2 separate regions of the Macaca mulatta genome follow, and region 1 is linked to region 2. Evidence: chromatin contacts called from public Hi-C data. All regions are on one chromosome and are shown on one strand. The core of a region is the stretch at or near the end of the contact, and the rest is flanking DNA. Distances in the headings are between cores, read along the strand shown. Region 1 holds the start of SMU1 (SMU1 DNA replication regulator and spliceosomal factor). Region 2 holds the start of B4GALT1 (beta-1,4-galactosyltransferase 1).

Region 1 (4,149 bases), core at 31-2,530, 82 kb after region 2:
CAGCCCGGGCGACGGTGCGAGATTTAGATTCCATCTCAAAAAAAAAAAAAAAAAAAAAAAAGAGCCACCTTTCCAAACCAGTGCTTTTTCTTTCCTTTTTTTTTTTTTTTTTTTCCCCGCTTTTCTTACTAGAATCTGATCACCACTACTTTTCTTTTCTTCTTTCGAGACGGAGTTTTGCTCTCCTCGCCCAGGCTGGAGTGCAATGGTGCAATCTCGGCTCACTGCAACCTTCACCTGTCAAGTTGAAACGATTCTCCTGCCACAGCCTCCCGAGTAGCTGAGATTACAGGCGCCCCCGCCACCAAGCCTGGCTAATTTTTTGTATTTTTAGTAGAGACAGGGTTTCACCATGTTGCCCTGGCTGGTCTCGAACTCCTGACCTCAGGTAATCCACCCTGCCTCGGCCTCCCTCCCAAAGCGCGCGCTGGGAGTACAGACGTGAGCCACTGCGCTCCACCCCAGCGCTTTTCTTGTTCAGCTCATTTGTGAGCTGTATGACGCCCAGAGTTTTTTGTTTTTTTTTTTTTTTTTTTTGAGACGTTGAGTTCTTGTTTTCTAGGCTGGAGTGCAATGGCGCGATCTCGGCTTACTGCAACCTCTGCCTCCTGGGTTCAAGCGATTCTCCTGCCTCAGCCTCCTGAGTAGGGATTGCAGCCATGCGCCACTACGCCCGGCTAAGTTTGTATTTTTAGTAGAGACGGGGTTTCTCCATGTTGGTCAGGCTGGTCTCGAACTCCCGACGTCAGGTGATCGCCTGCCTCGGCCTTCCAAAGTGTTGGGATTACAAGCTTGAGCCACCGCGCCCGGCCCTGGCCTACCTTTTTTTTTTTTTTTTTTTTTTTTTTTTGAGACGGAGTCTCTGTCGCCCAGGCTGGAGTGCAGTGGCCGAATCTCAGCTCACTGCAAGCTCCGCCTCCCTGATTTACGCCATTCTCCTGCCTCAGCCTCCCGAGTAGCTGGGACTACAGGCGCCGCCACCTCGCCCGGCTAGTTTTTTGTATTTTTTTAGTAGAGACGGGGTTTCACCGTGTTAGCCACGATGGTCTCGATCTCCTGACCTCGTAATCCGCCCGTCTCGGCCTCCCAAATTGCTGGGATTACAGGCTTGAGCCACCCTGGCCTACTTTTAAACAGTCTTCCTCCTGGAGCTTATTTCTCTGGGGCAGAGGCATAAACTCCGCCTCTGACAGCCCCTGAGGGCCCCGCCCCTACGCGCACTTCGCCTTCTTTTTGTTCACTCTATCTCCAGGGCGGGAGCCAGATGCCGACCCAAGCGGAAGTGACGTTAGGCGTCCGCCGGAGGTGTCGTTGGTGTGTTGTGCGACCGGCCTTGAAGAAGAACTGGGGCCTGCTCCCGGAGAAATACAGCTATGTCGATCGAAATCGAATCTTCGGAGTGAGTCCTGCGGTGGAGATGTTCCCGCCGTGCCGGGGGCCCAGAGGTTAAGGGTGTGGGGCGGAAGATACTCGGGGGAAGGCATCCGAGAGGCTAGGGAATGGAGGGCCATTTCCTTGCCCCCAAAGAAGCATCTTGGATCTGGCTATCTCGGAGGTGGGCCCACAGGAAAGTAGCAGCTCTCAGACGAGAAGCCCAAAGCCTCGAGGGAGGTGGCATGGGGTGGGGAAAACACACCTTGCAGACCAGAGTTCTGTCCTTGGCCGACTGCTGACGCTCTGTGATTGACCAAATTAAGGATCCACTCTGGACTCCAGTCTAATTGAATCTGCACACGGGGATAGGTCTCTTTTAAGCCTTGCTTCTCTCCCTGTCGAGCTTATGCAATGTGATTTATTGTCTCTGTGCACATACGGCCCCTTTGCTTTCCTCTGCCTAGCATTTATCACTCATTGTTGTCACTGTTTGATAACCTCACCCCAAACTAGCTTTGTCGGTGCCTAGGAGCTCCTTTTCCTTGTGGTCTCAGTGTCTTGCGTACCTTAGAGGAAGAGTTAATTGCTTTTGGAATGGATGAACAACTAGCTTTTGGAATGAATGAACAAGTCTCAGGCCTGATCTGGCACTGAATTTTGGTTTGTCTGTGAGCTCTCTGTAACCGCAAAGGAGAGGCAGACTCTGGAGACTGGGCTAGAAAGAAAAATTTTCAGGGAATAGGGAATGAGAAGTAGTGACTAAAGAAGACTTTAGTGTGCTTTTCCAGAACTCCATCCTCCACCTGTCCTTGCCAATACTTAATAATAATTAAATTAACAGACATAACTGTTGTGTTCTGAGTGTAAGGGAGGGAGAGGACCTTTTTTGGAGACTTGACTTTTTTTATTTTGAGATGGAGTTTCGCTCTTGTTTCCCAGGCTGGAGTGCAATGGCGCGATCTCGGCTCACTGCAATCTCTGCCTCCCGGGTTCAAGCGATTCTCCTGCCTCAGCCTCCCTAGTAGCTGGAATTACAGGCATGTGCCACCACGCCTGGCTAATTTTGTATTTTTAGTAGAGACGGAGTTTCTCCATGTTGGTCAGACTGGTCTCGAACTCCCGACCTCAGGTGATCCGCCCGCCTCGGCCTCCCAAAGTGCTGGCATTACAGGCATGAACCACCACGCCCGGCTTTTGGAGACTTCATAGGAGGAAGGGAGGTTTATACATTCGGCAAATACTGAAATGATGTTAACCAACTTGTCCAAGGTCACATAACTTTGATTCAAATCCCAGACTGTCTTCAAAGCTTTTAACTCATTATGCATTCATTCGTGTTTGAAGGTAGGGAATTTGATTTTGTCTGTGTCAAATGTGAGGTGTTTGAGGAGAGAGATGACTTATTTTGGGAGTGTAAAATGGAAGTCAATGGAAATGTGCTAAGGAAGATAGTATCATACCAGAATAACAGGGGTCTAAGTCTGGAGACCTGCATACCTCATAAAGGGTCCATGAGAGAAAAAGATACTTACAGTAGCAGCAATCAGTTCTCTTTTATAGTTGTTTTTAAGAAGAGGGGCCAGGTGCGGTGGCTCACACCTGTAATCCCAACACTTTGGGAAGCTGAGACGGGTGGATCACTTGAGCCCAGGAGTTTGAGACAGCATGGTCAACATGGCAAAACCACGTTTCTACAAATACAACAATTAGCCAGTGTGGTGGTGCGTGCCTGTGGTCTCAGCTACTCGGGAGGCTGAGGTGAGAGGATCACTTGATCCCAGGAAGTCGAGGCTGCAGTGAGCCATGATCCCGCCACCATTCTTTCCAGCCTGAGTGAATGGGCGTGAGACCCTTTCTCAAAAAAAAAAAAAAGAAGAGGGTGTTTGCTTTCTTCTCAGGAATATATGCTCAAGAGCCACACTGCCAGTTTGAGTCCTGGTTTTTCCACTTACTATCTCTATTATCTGATCAAATTCTCATCTGTAAATTGGGAAGTAAACTTACCTCATAGGCTTTATTTTATTTATTTTTTGAGACAGGGTCTTGCTCTCTTTCCCAGGCTAGAGTGCAGTGGCATGATCACGGCTCACTGCAGCCTCAACCTTACGGATACAAGCGATCCTCCCACCCTAGCTTCCAAATAGCTGGGACCACAAGCACACACTATCATGCCTAGCTAATTTTTTTTTTTTTTTTTTTTTTTTTGTAGAGAAGGGGTCTCCTTGTGTTGCCCATGCTGCTCTTGAACTCCTGGGCTCAAGGGATCCTCCCACATCAACATCCCAAGTAGCTGGGACTACAGGCACGTGCTACCATGTTTGGCTAATTAAAGAAATTTGTAGAGATGGAGTCTCACAGCTGCCTGATCTGGTCTCAAACTCCTGGTTTCCAGCAATCTCTCTGCCTCAGCCTCCCAAAGTACTGAGATTACAGTCATGAGCCAGCATGCCTAGCCTCATTTAGATTATTTTGTATCAATGACTAGTGTAGTCATTTAAAGTAATTCAGTGAAGTGTGCTACAATATAATTATAGGAATGAATAGGAAACTAGGCTCTGAATTAGGAAATAAGATAGTCACCTTGATACCAACTCCCTTTTTAGCTGACTGAGACATTAGGCAAATGATTTCCCTTCCTTGAACCCCAGTGTCTCTATGGTTGGGGGGGTCCCCTTGTAATTTAGCTTGTGTGATTTTGGAAAATGTTACTCACATGATAAAGAAATGATAAAGGGAGGTGATTGAGTAGGAGCTTGGTAGGCTTTGTTTTTGGCC
Region 2 (3,812 bases), core at 403-2,902:
GCATAAGGAGTGTAAGGAGTAGGTTGCTGGGGGCAAGATGTATTGTGTTTGAGATGCCAGTAAAATAAGCAGTTGAATTTGGAGGTCAGGGAAGAGATTTGGGCTGGAGACAGATCAGTGATCAGCATATGGATATTATAAATCACTCAGAGGGAGTGTAGACACAAAAGAACATCATGGACTACGGCCGGGGCCTTCAACAACTTGGGAAGAAGTCCAGAGAGGAGACAGAAATGGCCAGTGAAGTGAGGAAGATCAGAAGGATCTGGTGTCCAGGAAGTGAGGAAAGTTGATTCTGTATGATCACAACCAAAGTGTCAACTCATATGCCTTCATTTTCTCATCTGTGAAATGGACACCGTAACACCACCTACTTCATGGCGCATAGTAAACTCTCAAAATAAGGTAGCTACTGTTATTCCCTGCTGGTTGGCTGCCAGAGCCCACAGCTTCCCTATCCACATTACTGACAGCACCTCCATGAGTCTTTCTCCGGGATGAGGAGTCTCTGCTCACTCAGGGTCTGAGGCCTCTGGGTCAAATCGAGGTCAAGTGGCTTCAGTGCTTAAGTCTCTGACCCACACAGCCTTCATCCCTTATTTGCAAATCAACAAAGGGTAAACCTGTGGCAAAATGCGGGTTTTGGAGCCACAATTCTGCCTCTTGCCAGCTGTGGGCTCTTAGGCAAGTTTCTTAATCTTCCGGGGCCCCACTCTATGACATGGGGAGAACTCCTACTTCATGGGACCGTGTGTAGCCCAGTGTAGACTGTAACGCCGGCTGCTCTCCTGCACGCTGGCCTGGGAGTTAGAGGCTTCTTGCTGCTCTCCTCCTCAAAGTATACAGGACTCCCACCACACACACACCTGAAACCAAGCTGGTCTGGTCGGCGAACCCCTTATAGCCCAGGTTCCCCGATGGGGAGGCACAGAAGTGGCAACCTGTCCACTTTCTTTGCCGCAGGACCCCTCGTTAAGCAGCGGGGGCCAGCCGGGCTGAGTTAGGGAGGGGGTTTCGAACTTGCCACCTCTCGCCCGACGTCGAAGCCCGTTTCCTGGGTAACCTTTTTCTGCCTCTCTTCCTTGCCCATCAAGGCCCACTGGCCGGAACGCCGCCGCGGCCCCAACCACCCCACCCAACCACCCGCCTGCTGTCCTCTCCGTTCTCTCCGCCGCCGCGCTGCAGGCCCAGGCTCGCACCCGAGTCCCTTCACACCCCAGGAAGTGGCGCGGCCTGTTGAGGGCAGCGTGGAGGAGGAAGAGAAGGCGCGGCTCAACGCGACCGAAGCTCCGCCGCAAAGGCTCAGGAGGAAGAGGGCGGTGCGCGGCCAAACGTCGGAGCTCGAGTCAGACTCCGGGTACCCCGCGAGGCCGCCCCGCCCGCTGCCCACCCTCCCGAGGCCCCGCCCAGCGCGCCCGTCCCGCCACGGGCTGCCCCGCCTTCCCGCCCTCGTCCCGAAAACCCCGCGCCCGGCCCCGCCCCCGCCTCCGCCGGGGCCCCGCCCCTCCCCGCCCGCGCCTGGGGCGCCCTCTCGCCGCTCCCAGGTCGGGCCGGCCGGAGGAGTCTCAGCTCTCAGCCGCTCTCCCCCTGGCGCCGCGCTTGCCCGCCCTCCCTCCGGGCCCTCCCCCGGTCGCCGCTGTGGGGCAGCGCCTGGCGGGCGGCCCGCGGGCGGGTCGCCTCCCCTCCTGTAGCCCACACCCTTCTTAAAGCGGCGGCGGGAAGATGAGGTTTCGGGAGCCGCTCCTGGGCGGCAGCGCCGCGATGCCTGGCGCGTCGCTGCAGCGGGCCTGCCGCCTGCTCGTGGCCGTCTGCGCTCTGCACCTTGGCGTCACCCTAGTTTACTACCTGGCTGGCCGCGACCTGAGCCGCTTGCCCCAGCTGGTCGGAGTCTCCACATCGCTGCAGGGCGGCTCGAACGGTGCCGCCGCCATCGGGCAGCCCTCCGGGGAACTCGGGACCAGAGGGGCCCGGCCGCCGCCTCCTCTAGGCGCCTCCTCCCAGCCGCGCCCGGCTGGCGACTCCAGCCCAGTCGCGGCTTCTGGCCCCGGCCCCGCGAGCAACTTGACCTCGGTCCCAGTGCCCCAGACCACCTCGCTGCCGCTGCCCGCCTGCCCTGAGGAGTCCCCGCTGCTCGGTAAGGACTCGGGTCGGCGCCAGTCCGAGGATTGAGACTCCCCCGGATTTCCCCGACAGGATCCCCCAGACATTCCCTCAGGCTGGCTCTTTGGCTCTTCTACGGGAGCCAGCCTCCCTGTTCTGGATTAGAGTTTTAAATCCCAGAGGCTCGGGACTGGATGGGAGAGAAGGGTTGGGAAGTGGGTCCCTGGGGAGTCATGTAGGCGGCTTGGGGCCGGGACCGCCCAGGGAAGTCCCGAGGCCCCTCTAGCCCCAGAACCAGAGGCGGCCTTGGAGACTTCCCTGCTCTGGCCCGAGGCTCAGGAAGTTTCGGAGTTTGGATCTGCTTAGGGCTTGGAGCAGCCTTGCACTAAAAACTCTGGTAGGGACCTCGAGTAATCCACTCCCTCTTGGGGACTGACGTGAGGCTCCCGGTGGGGAAGGAGACTGACCTCTCGGTTCACGTGTCTTGCCACAGAGCCACTCTCCTGAGAGTGGGGTTTTCTCCTGATCGTTTGTGCCAAGTGACTTCTCTGTGAACCTCAGGTTTCTCTTCTGGGATAATAAATGGTCACCCTTTCAAGGGGTTGTTTTGGAAGATTATGTGAACAATGTAAATAAGGGCTTAATTAATGAGGGTAAGCCCTCAGTAAATTGTCACTGTGTGTTCATTTCTTCCTCTGTGTGGATCGTCACCGAGAGCCCTTCCCTCTAGCCTCCTCCCGGTATGGGTACCCAAAACCTAGGTGAGCAGGAATCTCTCCCAAGGGCAGAGAGCTTGTGTGCTCCAGGGGCTAGAGGGCTAAAATATAACTAGTCAACACCACGTTGCCCATTTCGGGTACTTCCGGCAGCAGGCTGAGTCTCAATTATTTTGCCCAGATGATCTGAACTCTGACCTCTAGCCTCTGTTTCAGCTTAGGCAGATAGCTTGAGTAGGTGGGTTTGCATTCCTCATAGCAGGAGGCTGCGCCTAGTCGGGACTTCTCTTTGACCTGTAACCTACAGGCCCACAGGCCCAAGGCAACTACCGGTTGCTTCCAGGGTTACCACACAGGTCCTCTCTCATTTCTAATGCCAGGTTTTAGAGAATTGTTGTGAGTGAGGGGCCCTGGCAGGCAGGATGACATCTTGTCGACAGGAGTTTTCTGTCACTTTCCCACAGAGCCCTGGCTACTACATACTCTTGCTCAATTTTGCCAATAATTGCGTCAATGAGTTCATGTCAAGTTTGGGAAGGACATCTTGGAATCGGTCAGACATGAACTGTGGTAATGATGGGGGCCTATTTTTTTAAGCAGATAATTAAATTCCTTTGCATTTGATGATGATTCTGGGAAGCAGACTAGTCCCATAAAATGAAATGGACTCTGCCTTGCTGCTAAGTGTCTGACTTGAGGCATGCTATCGAGTTTCTCAAAATCTCTTCCTCATGTGTAAAATGTGATTATCAATGATTACCTTACAGGGTTATTTTTAAGACTAGATGAGATTGTGTACATTAAATGCAGGCACTCAGGCCGGGCACGGTGGCTGACGCCTGTAATCCTAGCACTTTGGGAGGCTGAGGGGAGTGGATCACTTGAGGTTAGGAGTTCAAGACCAGCCTGGCCAATATGGTGAAACACCATCTCTACAAAAAGACAAAAAAGTTAGCTGGGGGTAGTGGCGCACGCCTGTAGTCCCAGCTACTCAGG

The links. A called contact is a pair of places that touch in the nucleus more often than the background predicts.
Region 1: a contact with region 2 is called in a Hi-C map of blood, with 3 times the contacts expected there. The contact joins the promoter of SMU1 here to the promoter of B4GALT1 in region 2. A contact is called at or near these places in 3 of 14 Hi-C or Micro-C datasets (blood, fetal cortex germinal zone and liver).

What each region holds. Positions count from the first base shown.
Region 1 is chr15:66,296,268-66,300,416 of T2T-MMU8v2.0, forward strand. SMU1 (SMU1 DNA replication regulator and spliceosomal factor) reads left to right here and starts at 1,281. Exons shown (of 12, transcript NM_001265906.1): 1 at 1,281-1,399. The coding sequence starts at 1,374.
Region 2 is chr15:66,214,034-66,217,845 of T2T-MMU8v2.0, forward strand. It overlaps B4GALT1 (beta-1,4-galactosyltransferase 1), which reads left to right and starts at 1,653. Exons shown (of 6, transcript NM_001258145.1): 1 at 1,653-2,134. The coding sequence starts at 1,723. It overlaps LOC144334681 (a long non-coding RNA gene), which reads left to right. Exons shown (of 2, transcript XR_013404802.1): 2 at 1-1,332.